2 separate regions of the Mus musculus genome follow, and region 2 is linked to region 1. Evidence: chromatin contacts called from public promoter capture Hi-C data. All regions are on one chromosome and are shown on one strand. The core of a region is the stretch at or near the end of the contact, and the rest is flanking DNA. Distances in the headings are between cores, read along the strand shown.

Region 1 (3,425 bases), core at 141-2,640:
ACACAGAAGGGGTGTCTATGGAAAGCAGAACAGACACTATTTGTAAACAGGAGGCTGGGTGGAAGCTGGTGTTGCTCATTTTTATATATATATATATATATATATATATATATATATATACATACATACATACACATATATATATACACACCATATACATACATACATACACACACACACACACTTCAATCCTAGGACCACATATATGCTAGGTGACTTCTTTGCCACAGAGCTATATCTGTAAACCTATATGAACATCTCAGAGATGAAGGCAAGCATATAGACCAGCACCCCCATGGGCATACCACTTCACCTGGCATCTTTTGCCTCCCTTAATAACACGGGGTTGAAAGTACTCTGCTAGGTATAGCTCCAAATTTCTAAAATTTTAGTCTTTATTAAGTTGTCTTTTGCATCCACCACTTCAGACAGGCACTGAAGAGGGCGTGGGGTGGGGCCCAGATAGAATAACAGGCTGGGGGTGAGGGTTATCAGTGGGGTGCCAACCAGCTGGTCACTTCCAACAACCTACAGGACTACTAGAGATTGCAGATGAAACAGTTATGGGGTTGCTAGAGCAACACGTGAAGTCACTAACCCTAACTCCCAGAGGGGTAGCATACATAGCAAGGCTGCCGAGAACCACAGCCCACTTGGAACTGCTGATGTCAGCACCCAGGGCCAGCAGCGAAATGGAGCGGGGAGCCCAGGTCTCAGCTGGGCTTGGCAGTATGGGGGAACTACAGCAAGGCTTATGTCCACTGAGTTAAATGTGGCAATGAGAGCCCTCTGTCCACTGGAAGAAAACAAAGGGGGCATAAGGGATTCGTCCCAGGCACATACCGGTGGCCTACCCACAGAAGCAGCCACTGAAATACACATGTGTGGAGAGACAAGAAGACCAAGGCCAGAGCTAAAGCCCTTCCACTCAGGATGAAGGCCAGGAAACAGGACACCAATCCATTAATCCCACACCCTCATGACCAAGCAGTTTAGCTTCCAGGAACACAAACAGCTTCCATCATCAAAAAAAAAAAAAAAAAAAAAAAAAAAGCTCTGAGGTCTTTATAAAAGGAGAATGTTCTGGGGCGAATGGACTTCAGGTCAATAACCTGGGGTTTGTGCAGCAGAGCAACATTCTATAGCTGAGAGCCAGAGCAGGGCCTGGGGATTAAGCCAAGTTTAGACCCTATAAGTTTCACATGCCACAGGGCCAGACTTAGACTCAGGCTGCCAGACTCAGGACATATGAAACCTTTCGGGAGTTCAGGTCAGCAGAAAATGTTGTGGATGGGCCCGGGGGACCAATGACTGGAGAAAGCTATGCCTTTCTCCACCCCTCAAAGGAGAATGGCTCTGTCTCACTTCCAGGGGAAATCCAAAGCCTTATCCAGCTTTACTGTAGTCAGGCCAGCACCGAACACAACAGTTTTGCCTCCCGTATCCACTTACTCATGTGGCCCAGAGCACCGAGTCTTGCCCAGCTCCTTGTCTGAGGACACAAGGCCAGCATGAAGACAGTGCCTTAGTCAAAAGCCCGCAGATTACCCAAAGACAGAACCTTGAGCCCAGGTGGCCCTCTCCCAGGCCCTCACTCTCCAGTCACTTCCCCGTGAGACAGGGATGGTGACATTACATGCAAATGTCAGAACACACACACACATTCTGCCACTAGACCCTCCATATAACACTCATAAAAGCAAATTCAACCACTCAGCAATCCCATCCCAACTTCCCCCATGTGTGCCCTCCCGTGTGAATCCCCCATCTGTGCCCCAGTCACTGGCTGGGTCCTAGAAGGCAGGCACACGTGCCATCTTGCAGAGCCCAAGCACCCACCACAGAGCCTGAAATGGGCATCTGTCCCCTGGGTTCTCCATTCACGATAAGGAAGCACATGCCCTTCTGTGACAGCACTGAACCCTGCCCTACCCACACAGTTCTAGAGACTAATACGGCAAAGCACAAGACTAAACTGATAGGGTGAGTTCCTGTGACACCTTCAAAGCACAGCTGAAGGGATGGGACGAGGTTGTACAACTTTAAGAAACGGAGCAAACTCTTCGAGGCTCCCACCAAACCTGGTTATTTTAAGAGCAAGGAAGGAACGCTGCCTCCAGGCCACCAAGACTGTGAGAATGCCAACCCCCTGAGTCACTGGCTATTAGAGAGTACTTCACACAGCTCTCTAACAGGAAAATAGGCAAACAAGAGGGAGACCAGTCCCTGGCCTCATTAGGAGCTTCACACAACTCTATGACGTGGAAGTGAGCTGTAATGTCTGGCCCTCTGGCCCCACTCCAGGCCCTAATGGGCCACCCAGCATCCCAACCAGCCAGTGATGGGGGTGCCTGTCTGGGACAGATGATGCAAATGAATTTCAGGGCATATCCGCTAATGCTCAGCACTGCGGGCACAAGGCTGATGAGCAGTGCATCTTCTATAACTAAGGACAAGACCAGGGAGGGGGACGGAAGGGGACACTTCCAGAAGTGACACCTGTGAAGAGCCCGCCATGGTCCAAGGGTCTTTGGATGTTTCACATTGTGCTTCCAAGCAGGTGTGGAACTTGGGGAGAAGAAACCAGAGCCACAGTCCCTCTGAGATGCACCCTTCAGCCTGCCTACTGCGCATAGCTGAGCTTCACAGAAAGAGGATAACGTGGGTCCCCCTGGACACCGATCCATAGCCAGGAGACAAGCTGAATTCCACTCACAGGAGATGCATAGTTACACAAATGTCCAGGATGTGGAAAGGGGGGGAAGGGGAAGAGACAGTGCTAGCCACCTGTGGTCATTCTTTTTATGATCATCTCTAAATGGTATTCCAAAGGCCAACTTCAGACCAATACCAGAAGACTGAACGAAGTGATGTAATTAGCAGACAAGCAAAGGATGCTGACAGAACAGGAGGACAGGACAGGACAGAACCACTGACAGTGGGCCGTACAGCAAGTGCTGGAGGCCGGTGGCCTTGACTCAAATCCTGGGCATGACACAACCGAGTTCCATAAGCCTCTGCAGGCCATCGTGACCAGGTGGGACTTACTGTCTGCATTTCTGAAATGGGGAGAGCGCTTAGGTTTGCGATGGCAATTAAGTAAGCAGTAGATCATTCATAGAAGAATGGCTGTCACTAAATAAGTGCTTGATAGATATTATCCTCCTTCTGTGGCCTTGAAGAAAAGACATTTTCAGCTAATGAAGTCAGTCAAAGGGGGAAAGGAAGGGTTTTGTCTTGTCTTGTTTTGTTTTGTTTGTTTTTTAAATCTAGGTAGCACCCAAATACATTGTCTTCACTTACTTTTGTTTGTTTTTTTGGATGGAGTCTCACAGTGTAGCTCTGGGTGGCTTTGAACTTGAGACCCTCCTACTTTAGTCCCTCAAGCACTAGGATTACAGGCACACACCCAGCTCTTTTAAGCT
Region 2 (3,191 bases), core at 581-3,080, 400 kb after region 1:
TTGGCTTCCTGATACGCATCTTTATGACATAAGTCTGTGCCTTACTCATTATCTATGTGCACATCTCCTTTCCTGGTCTTTGTGTGGAAGGCCTTGTGCACTTCTGTGCTCTCCCTTGGCGCCTGGCATGCCTTGCAAGTGAACTCGAGTAGTTAATGAACAAATATTTAATTCATAGAAACTTTCAGACGACAAGCTCTTCAACAGTGTATATGTGTGTGCACATATCCATTATTAAATCCTGTGTTTAATGTTCTTCTGCTTCTGTGCTCTACCAGTTTGTACGAATTACACTGTTTGAAGTAGAAATAATTGAGTATTTAGATGTCCTAAGCGTCGCCGCCAGGTTTGCCACCACCTTCTGGTTTGCTTACGTTGTGGATCTGAAACAAGGTCTTGATGTGTTTTCCCCTGCCAGCCTTTGAACTCCTCTTCCCAAGTCCTCCTCTTCCTCAGCCATCTTAAGTTCTGAGACTACAGAAGAGTGCTACTGTGCCCAGCTTCCATTTTTTTTTTAAAGGCAAATTGTTGTCCTCTTTATCATCGGGATGGCTCAGAATAATCCTTTGCATTTTTCAACCATGGAAATGGGCTTCTTGTAATGCTTACTGGAAAAGGCACATCAGCTGTGCCTTCTAGCAAGACATGCCCATTTAGAACTACGTCTGCTGTCCCTGAGATCTTCCTGCTTGCTATGAGAATATTTCCAGTGACTCTGGAACCGGGGCAGGTCCACCACAGTGTATTGGTCACAAACTTTGAGACCTCAAGGCTCAGCCACTTAGAATTCCAGCTTTGCCTCCTGCAGGCTGTGTGACTCTGACCATTCATGACATTTGCTCTGTGTTCTTGGCTCTGGTTCTGAAGGTGAGAAGGCTGCAGGTCTTCCTGCCATCCTGGGGTCCCTGTGGAAATGAACACAGGCAGCACAGGGTAAACTACCATGAAGCCGCACACAGCCCAAATGGAAGAAGGTACCTTGTTACTAATAGCAATAGGCACACATTGTTTCTGTGGCCATGCCTTTGGTTTTGGCTTTTTTTTTTTTTTGGAAGATGGATGGATGGATGGATGGATGGATGGATGGATGGATGGATGGATGGATGGATGGATTTACTGATGGTTGTGAACCTTCATGTGGTTGTTGGGAATTGAATTTTAGGAACTCTGCTTGCTCTGGCCCAGAGACTTATTTATTATTATACTGAGTACACTGTAGCTGACTTCAGAAGCACCAGAAGAGGGCATCGGATCTCATTATGGGTGGTTGTAAGCCACCATGTGGTTGCTGGGATTTGAACTTGGGGCTTTCAGAAAAGCAGTCAGTGCTCTTACCCGCTGAGCCAGACCAGGTTTGAGGGTGGTTGTTGTTGTTGTTGTTGTTGTTTTGTTTTTCTGTTTGTTCGTTATACCCTGCTGCCTCCCTGCCCCACTTCCTTCCTGGAATCTGGCTCCTCTGGGATTCCAAGCAAAGGCAGAAAAAAGGCAGTGCACTCTGCATCCACTCTCTCAGGACCTCCCTGGACCAGTGCATAAAATTCAAGGGCTCTGATTCTGGCCAGTTCCTGTGAGTAGTTCATTAACACCGATCCAAGTCTCCCTAAAAGGGAAACGATGACTGACCTATCCCCAGAACACTCCACCCTGTACCCGTGAAACACTAGCTCTTCTTTCTTGGTTGCTCGGTAGACCTTGAACAAAATAAAGCTTTCAAGTCAGCTGAAGAGGAAGCTGTGACATAAAATGTTGGGGTGGCAGGAGTTGTCACCACCTCAAAGACAGGGAAGGCAGGCGGCAGGCAGGTCACTGGGACATCTGCAGGATGTCTGTGGAGAACAGAAAGCGGCATATGCTGAATGAGCAGCAGGTCCCAAGGTCCTGAGTCAGGACTACACATGTACAGAAGTAGGGTATATATGTGTGTGTTTATGTGTGTTTGTGTATGCATGAGTGTGTGTACATGCATGTGTGTGTATATGTGAGCACGTGTGTGTTTGTGTTTATGTGTGTGAGTGTGTATGTGTGTGTGTGAGCCTTTGTGCATGTTTGTGTTTATGTGTGTGTGCGTGTCTATGTATGTGTTCCGTTTGTGTGTGTGCATATGTGTGTGTGTGTATTTGCCCCTTCCCATGCCTACCTCCATGTAGCCACACATTATCTGTTGGCATGCCACAGCCCTTCCATAACCTAAATAGCAACTCACAATTGTATACCTGCAACTACAGGAGATTCTGGCAGTCTTTGTTGACAGGATGGGTGAATCCATCTTCCTCGATCTGGGCTATGAGAGGGGAAGTGAGAGAAGCTGAGCAGGCTGTCTGTGCATTCCTGGAATACTGCCCTGACTGTGTCGTGCAGCAAGCATAAAAGGCTATCTCTGGCCACTGGCTATAGATGACCTTTTCCTGTGACTGAAGATCAGTGAGTCCTAGATAGTAGTGGTACAAATGGAAGGAGAACTGGATGTTCTAGTGACCAGCCAACAAGCTGGATACCCTCCCCATCTTGATGATCAGGAGTGTGTGGACAGTACCTGTGCTTCTTAAGCCTGCACTTGCTCCATCTAGTCCAGCCCATGGATCCTGGAAGAAATGCCTTGGACCTAGAAAACGAATAGCAAATGCTTTCTCAGTCTCCCACCAAGCCTCCAACTTGTGGGGGCCTCCAGCTGCACATGCAGCAGGGAACTAGTTGCAGAATCATTTCTAATCTCCCAGGTTAGCATTGTCTGTTTCTTTTGAGTATTTGGGGTACTCAACCCAGTTTTGGGTGTTACCATTATACAGTTCTCTAACTACCTCTGTCTGAATCCCGTAATTAATATTAAGGGGCCCTGCTTCCTCACTTGGTTTGGTTGTGAGTAATGATTCATCACCACACAGGAAAGAGCTTCTGTATCTATGCTAACACCAGCGTTTATAATGTAAGCTGAAGCAAAGTTGAGTAAAGTTATGTATTGGAAGGATTCTTCCTCCCTTTTTAAAACAGAGTCTCATGTAGCCCAGTCTAGTCTGCCTTGCATTCTTCACTATATAGCCAGGAGTAACTTTGAACTTGGAGTCCCCCTGCCACTATCTCCAGGGACTGGGATTAGAGGCCTCTATTACCATGCCCCATTTAAACGGTGCTGGGAATTGAACCCAGGACTTCTCGGATAGAGATAAGCACTACACTAACTGAGCCACAGTCCC

What was found. Capture Hi-C pulls out chosen DNA fragments and counts their contacts.
Region 2: a contact with region 1 is called in a promoter capture Hi-C map of adipose tissue. The contact joins two enhancer-like sites. A contact is called at or near these places in 3 of 115 datasets of contacts at active chromatin or transcription factors (embryonic midbrain, embryonic stem cells and pancreatic cancer cells) and 2 of 9 other capture datasets (adipose tissue and pancreatic islet).

Annotation. Positions count from the first base shown.
Region 1 is chr7:67,739,686-67,743,110 of GRCm38.p6, forward strand. The region is part of intron 2 of Synm (synemin, intermediate filament protein); the gene reads right to left. Among named protein-coding and RNA genes, the nearest start is that of Synm, 18 kb to the right of the region's middle. Within about 2 kb of position 1,391, at least 102 of the 459 cell types and tissues checked have an H3K27ac peak or open chromatin away from gene starts, as enhancers often do. A contact at or near this core is called in adipose tissue, where this site is marked.
Region 2 is chr7:68,142,686-68,145,876 of GRCm38.p6, forward strand. All of the region lies in intron 2 of Igf1r (insulin-like growth factor I receptor), which reads left to right. It overlaps Gm51487 (a long non-coding RNA gene), which reads right to left. Exons shown (of 2, transcript XR_003946794.1): 2 at 1-3,191. Among named protein-coding and RNA genes, the nearest start is that of Gm51488, 7.1 kb to the left of the region's middle. Within about 2 kb of position 1,831, at least 37 of the 459 cell types and tissues checked have an H3K27ac peak or open chromatin away from gene starts, as enhancers often do. A contact at or near this core is called in adipose tissue, where this site is marked.